Linked DNA regions of Mus musculus: region 1 is linked to region 2. A link is a contact called in public promoter capture Hi-C data. All regions are on one chromosome and are shown on one strand. The core of a region is the stretch at or near the end of the contact, and the rest is flanking DNA. Distances in the headings are between cores, read along the strand shown. Region 1 overlaps Cdc123 (cell division cycle 123). Region 2 overlaps Camk1d (calcium/calmodulin-dependent protein kinase ID).

Evidence for each region. Capture Hi-C pulls out chosen DNA fragments and counts their contacts.
Region 1: a promoter capture Hi-C map of adipose tissue shows a contact between it and region 2. The contact joins two enhancer-like sites. A contact is called at or near these places in 2 of 9 other capture datasets (adipose tissue and embryonic stem cells).

The regions. Positions count from the first base shown.
Region 1 is chr2:5,809,270-5,813,420 of GRCm38.p6, reverse strand. Cdc123 (cell division cycle 123) reads left to right here. Exons shown (of 13, transcript NM_133837.5): 7 at 2,577-2,625. Among named protein-coding and RNA genes, the nearest start is that of Gm29984, 14 kb to the left of the region's middle. Within about 2 kb of position 1,465, at least 21 of the 459 cell types and tissues checked have an H3K27ac peak or open chromatin away from gene starts, as enhancers often do. A contact at or near this core is called in adipose tissue, where this site is marked.
Region 2 is chr2:5,292,760-5,297,195 of GRCm38.p6, reverse strand. It overlaps Camk1d (calcium/calmodulin-dependent protein kinase ID), which reads left to right. Exons shown (of 11, transcript NM_177343.4): 11 at 1-3,739. Among named protein-coding and RNA genes, the nearest start is that of Gm36906, 20 kb to the left of the region's middle. Within about 2 kb of position 2,600, at least 12 of the 459 cell types and tissues checked have an H3K27ac peak or open chromatin away from gene starts, as enhancers often do. A contact at or near this core is called in adipose tissue, where this site is marked.

The DNA.
Region 1 (4,151 bases), core at 216-2,715, 520 kb before region 2:
TCTCTCTCTGTCTCTCTCTCTCTCTCTCTCTCTCTCTCTCTCTCCTCTATCCCCTCTATCCCCACCCCCAGCCTCCCTGTGCCTCCCCACTAAACTTAACCCAGGAGTTTTAGTAAGAGTTCTAGCACCTCCATCCATGAGAGTCATAGTGTACCTTCTGACTGAATGCTCCTTTCACCCTTGTTACCTCAGTAGTACATGGCACACGTAAACATTTGCTACTGTAAAAACAGAAAGGCCATTGGCAGCTTAATAAAGCACACTGTGTACCTTTCTTTTGAAACGTGTTGTAGATTATATCATTTGGTTCCCAGTTATTAGTGGTTCTAGAAGTCTGTGTTCTCTGGATTTCAGCTAGTCAAGTTGACCACAATTGTTACTGTTTGCAATGTGAAAACATAAATGATTGCAGAGTGCCAACGTGCCACAGAGTCAGGGAGGCCAAAGGCTTTTACACTGGGTTTGTGTTTGAATGGCTCGATGCTTCCCTTCCTCAAACTGGATCCAAGGCTTCATGCCTGCTGAGCATAAACCTCAATACCTCACTACCCACTACCTTCAAGACAGCCTTTAAAAGATTTCTCTGTGCCCGAGAAATCCTGTCTTTCATTGGTCAGCACATCTGTTAGCTGAATCCTTCTCCTGTGACAAAGCAAGAGGAGGAGGATCTAGTTCTGCTCACAGTTCAGGGGCCTTAACTGCAGTGGTGGCCTCGTGGCTCTGTGCCCACAGTGAGGCAGAGCAGTATGGCGGAGAGCTACCCGCCTCCTGGTGCCGGGGAAGCAGAGACTTGGTCTGACTTCATACACTCACCCCACTGCTGAGTTCCCGGGCTTACAGCTGGAGACACGTATTGAACACATGAACGTGTGAGGGCCATCTTACTTCCAACCGTAATAGCCACAAGGGGGGAAGTGCTCTTGTTTTCTTCATGCTCGGTTTTCACAATTGTATATTACATATTACGAGTGATGCACATGTACAACTACCTTTTTTTCCCACCAATTTTGTCAAGCTCCCTACAATAATGCATGTCAGTGGTAAATTAAAAGTAAAAATGAGCCAGGCGGTGGTGGCGCACTCCTTTAATCCCAGCACTTGGGAGGCAGAGGCAGGCAGATTTCTGAGTTCGAGGCCAGCCTGGTCTACAGAGTGAGTTCCAGGACAGCCAGGGCTACACAGAAAAATCCTGTCTTGAAAATCCAAAAAATAAAATAAAATAAAACAAATAAAGATGAGTAGCAGTAGAGGGACGGATCACCTGGGCTTTCCCCCTTGTCCTGGTTTGCTTTGTTTCTCTGTTGCTGTGATAAAATACAGACCCAAAGCAACTTGGGGAGGCAAAGGATTTATTTCGTCTTCCTGCTTAGAGTCATTATCAAGGGAAGCTAAGGCGGGAACTAAAGCAGAGGCCACGGGGCGGGGGGGTGGGGGGGGGCTGCTTACTGACTTGCTCCCCATGCCTTGCTTAGCTACTTCCTTAAACAAGGACAGCTTCCTTGCCCGGGATAGCGCTGCTCGCAGTGGACTGGACCCTCCCGTATCAATCATCAATTAAAAGAGAAAATGCCCCCACAGACCTGTGCACAGGCCAGTCTGATGGAGGTAGGCTCCCACTAAGCTCCCCCTTCTCAGGTGACTCTAGTTTGGGTGAAAGAGACACAAAGTAACCAGCGCTCGGTGTCCACAGCTTTCACCCATCTTCATTGCTGATGCACACCCATGCCTGCTAATCTCATGGGGTTCTTGTCTTCATATTCCTGTCCTGCTGTGGCATGTTTCCCTTTGCCTCAAAGTGGATCCCCTTTCTACTTCCTCCTCTCCCTCCCACACATGACAGCCAGCAAGTTGCTTCCTTGTTTGTTCCATCGGAGTATTTTATTCTCCCTGGTGTTCTGAAATGATCTGTGTACCTGCTAGCTTCCTCTGTCATGCCTCATAAAGCACTTTGGGGTCCTAGGTGATTTGTGGTCCTGGTGCCTAGTCCAGGGCTTGGCACAGATGGGCGTTTTGTAATACTCTATTTTATTGTTCATGAAACAGTCCTTAGAGGGGATGCTTAACGGAGGGTTGTATGGTTCTGTCCAAGGTCTTTTGCAATGACAGACATTGTGGCTTTCTGTGGCCAAGCTACTGTCCACAGAGCAGTCCTCAGTGTACTCCTCAGGGTTATCACTAAGGTGGATGGTGCTGCCATCCTACCTTCACTAAAGATGGAGCATAGCCATGTTGCGTGGCTCTCAGTGGCAGAGCTGATGTCATAGAACAGTATGCAGCCTGCTGACTCCGCAGCAGGACGGACACCGAGAGTGGACAGACTTACCGTCACTCAGAGCTGGTCAGCCTGAGTTGTGTATCGTCCTAGCTTATTTGCCAAGCTTGGACTTTTTTGAATTTTAGATTCTTTGCCCATTGACAGGAAAATGGAGGTTACTGGAGCTGCTTGTGCTGTGTTGAGGATTAAATGCGCCTGCGTAGTACTCAACAGCAAGCAATGCTTCATGGGATCAAAGCTCATATTGTTTATGAAGATGTCTGCATAAATTAACAAAAAAATTGCATTTTTCTCTCCAAAGGTTTATTCATTGCACTGATGACTCTCCAGACCCTTGTATAGAGTACGAGGTAAGCGGCTTGTTCGCCTTAGACCATTGAGAATCCCGGACAAAGGTCCTGGAAGTGTGCTGCTTATTTGTAAATGAAAAATTGTAGTCTAATTTCTCTGGGAACGTAAAACGGCTAAATTTTACATTTAAGAAATTTGTCGTACATATAGAAGAATATATATTATTTTTAGTTGGGGCATGGTGGAGCATGTTGGTGCATGTCTTTAATCCCAGCAGAGGCAGGCAGATGGCTGAGTTCAAGGACAGGCTGGTCTACAAAGCAAATTTCAGGCCAGTCAAAGTCACACAGTGAGACTCTGTCTCAAACAAAAGAGAGGGCAGGGCGGGGAGTATCTTAGTCATTGTTCTATTGCTATGAAGAGACACCATGGCCACAGCAACTCCTATAAAAGAAAATATTTAATTAGGGCTTGCTTACCATTTCAAAGATTTAGTTTATTATCAGGATGTTTAGGAGCATGGTGCCATGCAGCAGATATGGTGCTAGAAAGAGGTCTCCATCCAGATGGACAGGCAGCAGGGAGAGAGGGAGCACTGGGCCTCGCTCACCCTCCTCAACACACTTCTTCCAATAAGACCACACCTCCTAATAGGGCCACTCCCTGGTGACCAAGCATTCAAATCCATGAGCCTATTGGGGCCATTCTTACTCAGGCCACCACAGAAAGAAAAAGAAAATGTACTATTTGTAGACTATATACTAGGATATATATACTGTACACAGAGAATATACACAGTCTTGTATAACATAAATGTCTTTGTACTTTTCACCCAGCCAAATCTAGTTCAGTGTCTGTACCTTCATGACCTGTGCCTGCCAGCCAGGGCCACAACCTACCTGCTCTCCATAGCCTTCAAAATAGCACCATGAGCTGGAAACCTGTGGCGGACATCCCAAACTCAAACTGCATTACTGAGAGCAACACCATCCTCACTTTAGTGGCAGCTCCTTCTCCCACTCACTCATCCTACAGAGAAGGTGGAGAAGGTGGAGAGCGATGACACGGACTGAGGAAGGATTGGAATTGATGCAAGCTCCAGGCTTTGCTCCATTTTCTGAAGATTTACACATAGATACCTCTCAATGGGCAGTAGTCTTAAATATAGCTAATTTCTTAACTAATTAATTGATTCTGGAGTTTTCTTATCCTTTAAATGCTGCATAGTAGACTATCACTTGTAATTACTCTTGATTCCTTTTGAATTTGTACTGTCAAATACAGTATTTCTGAACAGTAACTGGTCATCATTGCTTTTTAATTGTAAAACATTTTCATATTTGGTTTTATAGTATCTTAGAATTAGTACCATGATTAAAATTTCCTTCTGCATTATTTGCTTCTAGACATCTCTAGATATATGTGCTTTCAAGATCTGTCTAGGGACTGGGGTTGCAGCTTAGGAGTGAAGTGTTTGCATGCCATGCTTTAGGTCCTGGGTTTGTCTCTAGCATCATGGAGAAAATATTGTCCACTGATACTCACTGTACTAAATATTTTTATATTGAAAGATCTTCTATGAATA
Region 2 (4,436 bases), core at 1,351-3,850:
ATATAAGAGCGATTTCAAACTCAGACATCTGGTATACCCTGTTCTCATGTGTATCAAATAAATACAGACCAGGTAAAGAGAAAGCCCTAGTACAGGTACCTTGCAATCAACCATGCTTGGTTCAACCTTGACACATCAGGTCTCCATGTACTTGTATAAGGCAGTGATGGCCAGTGCCAGCCCAGTAGTAGGCAAGATTGAACATGCTGTCAGGAAGCCCGTGCATGACATCATTTCCTACTGTTTCAAGAAGGGTGAAAATAAATGCCACTGGAAAGAGTCTTCTAAGAGTCATCGTGGTCGAAAGCTAAAGTTTCGCTTCCACTTGATAGTATTATAAAATAATATATGAGAACACAGAATGGACTTAGTCTTAAGACCTGGAAGTGGGGGTGACAAAGTCTTAGCTCCCCCACTCTTCTCAGAGTCTGGAGACGTAAGCGGAGAAGTGCAGGACCAGTGTAATGAATGAACATACCAGTGTGCTTGGCAGCACCGTGTGGCCATACAGGCCCCCCTCTCAGACTGGGTTGCTAACACCAGTCTCTCCCCACACCTCCATTATATTGCCTTTTCACATTTGCTAGGCAAGTGGGCATGCATATCCTTACTTGGTTATGAAATATTGAAATACTTCCAGGAGAGTCTCTCCCTCTGCTTCCTGCCTGTCCTCCCCCCAAGGTCCTGCCCTTTACCTATACTTGAGGCAGAAAGAGCAGCTAATACTCATCCAAGACCAACCGTGAGTGGACGCTCTCACTACGTCTCCACAGAGCCAACAGCTTCTCATTCTAAAGCAAGGGATCCCTAGAGTTTGGAGCTTCATGTTGGGGTTAGGAAGTGACAGAGGCAGTGGGAGGCTAGAGGGGCAGGGAATGCCACAGAATCCCTGAGGGCATGGAGACTAGAGTGACTGAGATAACAATCCCAGTGTTGTAGGTAGCCTTTGTAACAAGCCCCAGCAAGGTTTTACCCCTTCCCACTGCCTCTAACCCAAAAGAGGCTCTGACGCCAAAAGATCAGCTGACATTCATATTTCTGTGTGAAAGAAAAGGACTATGGAGAAGGTATTTCGACAAACCAGAAGGTATGGATTCCTGCCCTCCACCTTGATTCTGGGTCACTTCTCAACACTACCTTGAGTCTCCAGCCGTACCACTTTGATTGTGACAGATATCAATGAAGATTCCTCCTTTTAAAAAAAAAAAATAGCCACCTCCACTTGCACACCAACTGGTAGTCTAGAGACACTACCTCTCTTTAGGTATCCCTAAGTGTGGTATCTGGAAACACAGGAGTTGGCTCAGTGAATCCCAGACTCTATTTACCTATTTATGCTTTTTGTTTCTATACTTCAGTACTGGATAGCTTGTCGATGGCAGAGAGAATTGGCCTTTACACCACAGGCCAAGTACAACATGGACACAGGAGATGAAACCAATTGGTCCTCTCAAGAGTTTTGACCCCCCTCCTATAGGATGCAAAACTTGATATGGTCAGAGTTCCTGGGTTTGATGATTTTTAGCATGTTTAAACATGTCTAAAGAACAGGACCCTGCCTCAAAAAACAAAAAAACAAAACAAAATAAAAAAGAGCAGGAAAAGCCCACCCAGTGGAAATGACTATGGATTTTAGAGCTTTAGGCTACTCAGAACTGTGACCAAAGCTGACTTTTCACACTGAGGAGACCAAACAGGTGCCAACACTCCAGGCTGCAGGCAGGAAGCTTAGGGGCAGAACCTCTCTGCCTTGAAGGGTTTGTGAAAATGCTGTGCTGGGTTTTTCTGGGCCATGAGGAATGAAAGTGAAGATAGGTGAAGGACAGCCCCTTCCATGTCTTATAACCAGAAATCACTTTCCCCAGGGTTGCATAACCACTTACTTCCAGCAAGTGAGATGTGGGGCCCCCCTTGCATGTCCTCCAAAACCAGTGCCCATCCCTTCTCACACTCTGACAACTTCCCTTTCCCTTAACCACATTCCAGACCAAACACTGTTCAGTTTGTTTCCAAAATTAAAAACCAATGTATATATCTGTATGTACTCCACTGCTCTGTAGGGGGTTTCCTGGTCCTAGGGTGGGGCTGCAGGCAGAAAAGGTATTCCAATCCTTTGGTTTTCAGAATTGAACGTTTTGAAGTGATTTGCTTGGTTGGTTGGGGTTTTTTTAATTTTGTTTTTCAAGCTAAGCTGGGAAAGTAGATTTTGAAAGGCAAACTTCCTTCCTGGAAACTCCACAAACATTTCTGTGCGGAAGAGTTAGTTTGAAATCTTCAACTCTGGGAGGTAGGCAAGTCTAAAAGACAAGGAAGAAGAGGAAAAGCCACATCCCATCTACCAGGTCCCTTCTTGGTGGTCTCAATGCATGAACGTCTGTCTGCAGCTCTGGTGTGTGCACAGGAACCTAGCCCCACTGTGAAGACAGCCCTGCATGCTGGCCACAGCCTGGCCTGCCTTCTCCCAGCAGAATCTTCATAATCATCAGGGAGGCCTTCGCCCTGCGCAGACTTCCCTGTGAACTCCAGTGGGAGCAGCTCAGCTTGTGGCTTTATGGGTTCTACTTCTGCAAACCCAAAGGCTGTGCATTTGGAAGCCAAATATTCAGTTCAGCATGTGGCTGCCAAGTCTGGTTTTGTGGACAAAGCAAACTGTGCAATGGCTTCTCTGTGTCTGTATTTTTCTAAGCCAAAGGGACGAACTATTGCATTGACATCCTGCCCCCTGTACTAAAGCTGCTTCCGCAGTCTCCATGACCATTCTTAACCTTTTTTGTCTCTGGGGGGATTTGTCATATAATTACTATGTCCTCTGATGTTTTACCAAACTGTGTTGCTTATAGGTGATTTTATTTTCCTTATGGATGGGAAAAACAGAAAATGAGAGACATCTTTGAGGCTTTAGTCAAAGACATCACTCAAAAGTTCCAAACACTAGTTAACTTGTTTCTCAATAGGAAAAAAATCTTAGTTTGGATAGACAATGATTCTGAGGCCCTCCTGAATAACCCTGCACTTTAGAAGACAACACCCTGGGGCAGAGCTGGCAGTGAGGCTACAAAAGAGGGGGTGGTGGTGAGGAAGGGACTAGAACATCATCTCGGATGTTTGTCCCACACTACAGGAGCTGCAGCTCTTCTTGACAGGCACTTGGCCATTTCAGGGCAACGTAAGGCTCTGTCCAGTGTTACAGCAGCAGGGCTGCATGTTTCAGAGAACATTTATCTTAGCCCACATTTGGGTGAGAAGACACCAAAGGTATATTCTGCCCAGAATATTGGAATAATGTCTAAATTGGCTTCTGTAGCTATTTATACATGATATAATTTGTCTCCATTCAGCTCTCTCCCAATGATGGGCATGTTTTCCCAACAGTTTCCATCAAGTCCAGGATTGGCCCACTCATTATTACCAGGCTTGCGATTGGTTTGGTTTTGGTTTTTGGTTTTTTGGGTTTTTTTTAAATTATTATTAAAAACATGCTTATCCAAAAAATAAAAAAATAAAGTAAAAAAAAAAAAAGTAAAAGAAGGGAAACTGTGCATTTATCCCATGCATGTAGTAAACTCTGCAAGAAGTTTAACCCCCATAAGTTTGCGGCACTGCAAAATTGTTCATGGGTCTATGTAGCAAATGATTCTCTGCCTTGACAATCATGTATACATATCGATTTCTATCATAATGATAATGAGATTGGTGACTTCTTGTTTTCCTCCAATAAAGAGAATTAATCACCTTTGGATGTGGGTTGTCTGTTTCCTATCATGAGTAGGATATTGCATTTGAACATCTCTCTCTCTCTCTCTCTCTCTCTCTCTCTCTCTCTCTCTCTCTCTCTCTCTCTCTCTCTCTCTCTCTTTCTCTCTCTTTCTCTCTGTCTCATCACACACAAACACATTTGGAGTTATTTATTTGTTGATTGATTGATTGGTAGTGGTGTGGATGGAGCGTAGGGTCTTGCACGCGTTAAGCAACCCCTGTATATCTGAGCTATGTCTCCAGGTCTTGATGTTTAAGGGAAAGTCTGGGTTGAGAGGTGAGATGATTACCTAGATGTTTCCCATCACCTGCCCATTAAGCAATTGGAAGGAAGTGATCATGAGCTGGAAGGATGGGTTGCCAGGTCCAATGCTAGCTAGACAAGAAAGCTCTGCTCTTTTTCTTGTTGCTGCAGAAGCTGGCTGGAGAGGTGCCCAGAAACTTAGAACATATCAATTATGTGATCGTAAAATCTTTGGTAGAAAATTCGAAGTTGACTTCTAGAAAGCCTTTCTGCATGGAGGGTGGCTTGGCAATCTACCCATATTCTTTTTACATCCTCTACCTAGCTTGTAGTACCAATGCCCAAAGGAAGTTTTTGGTCCCAACAGAAGGTTGGCGAATGGCTATTTTATTGGGAGGGAGGGTGTCTTTGTTTTTTAGAAAAGGGTATGAAGAGA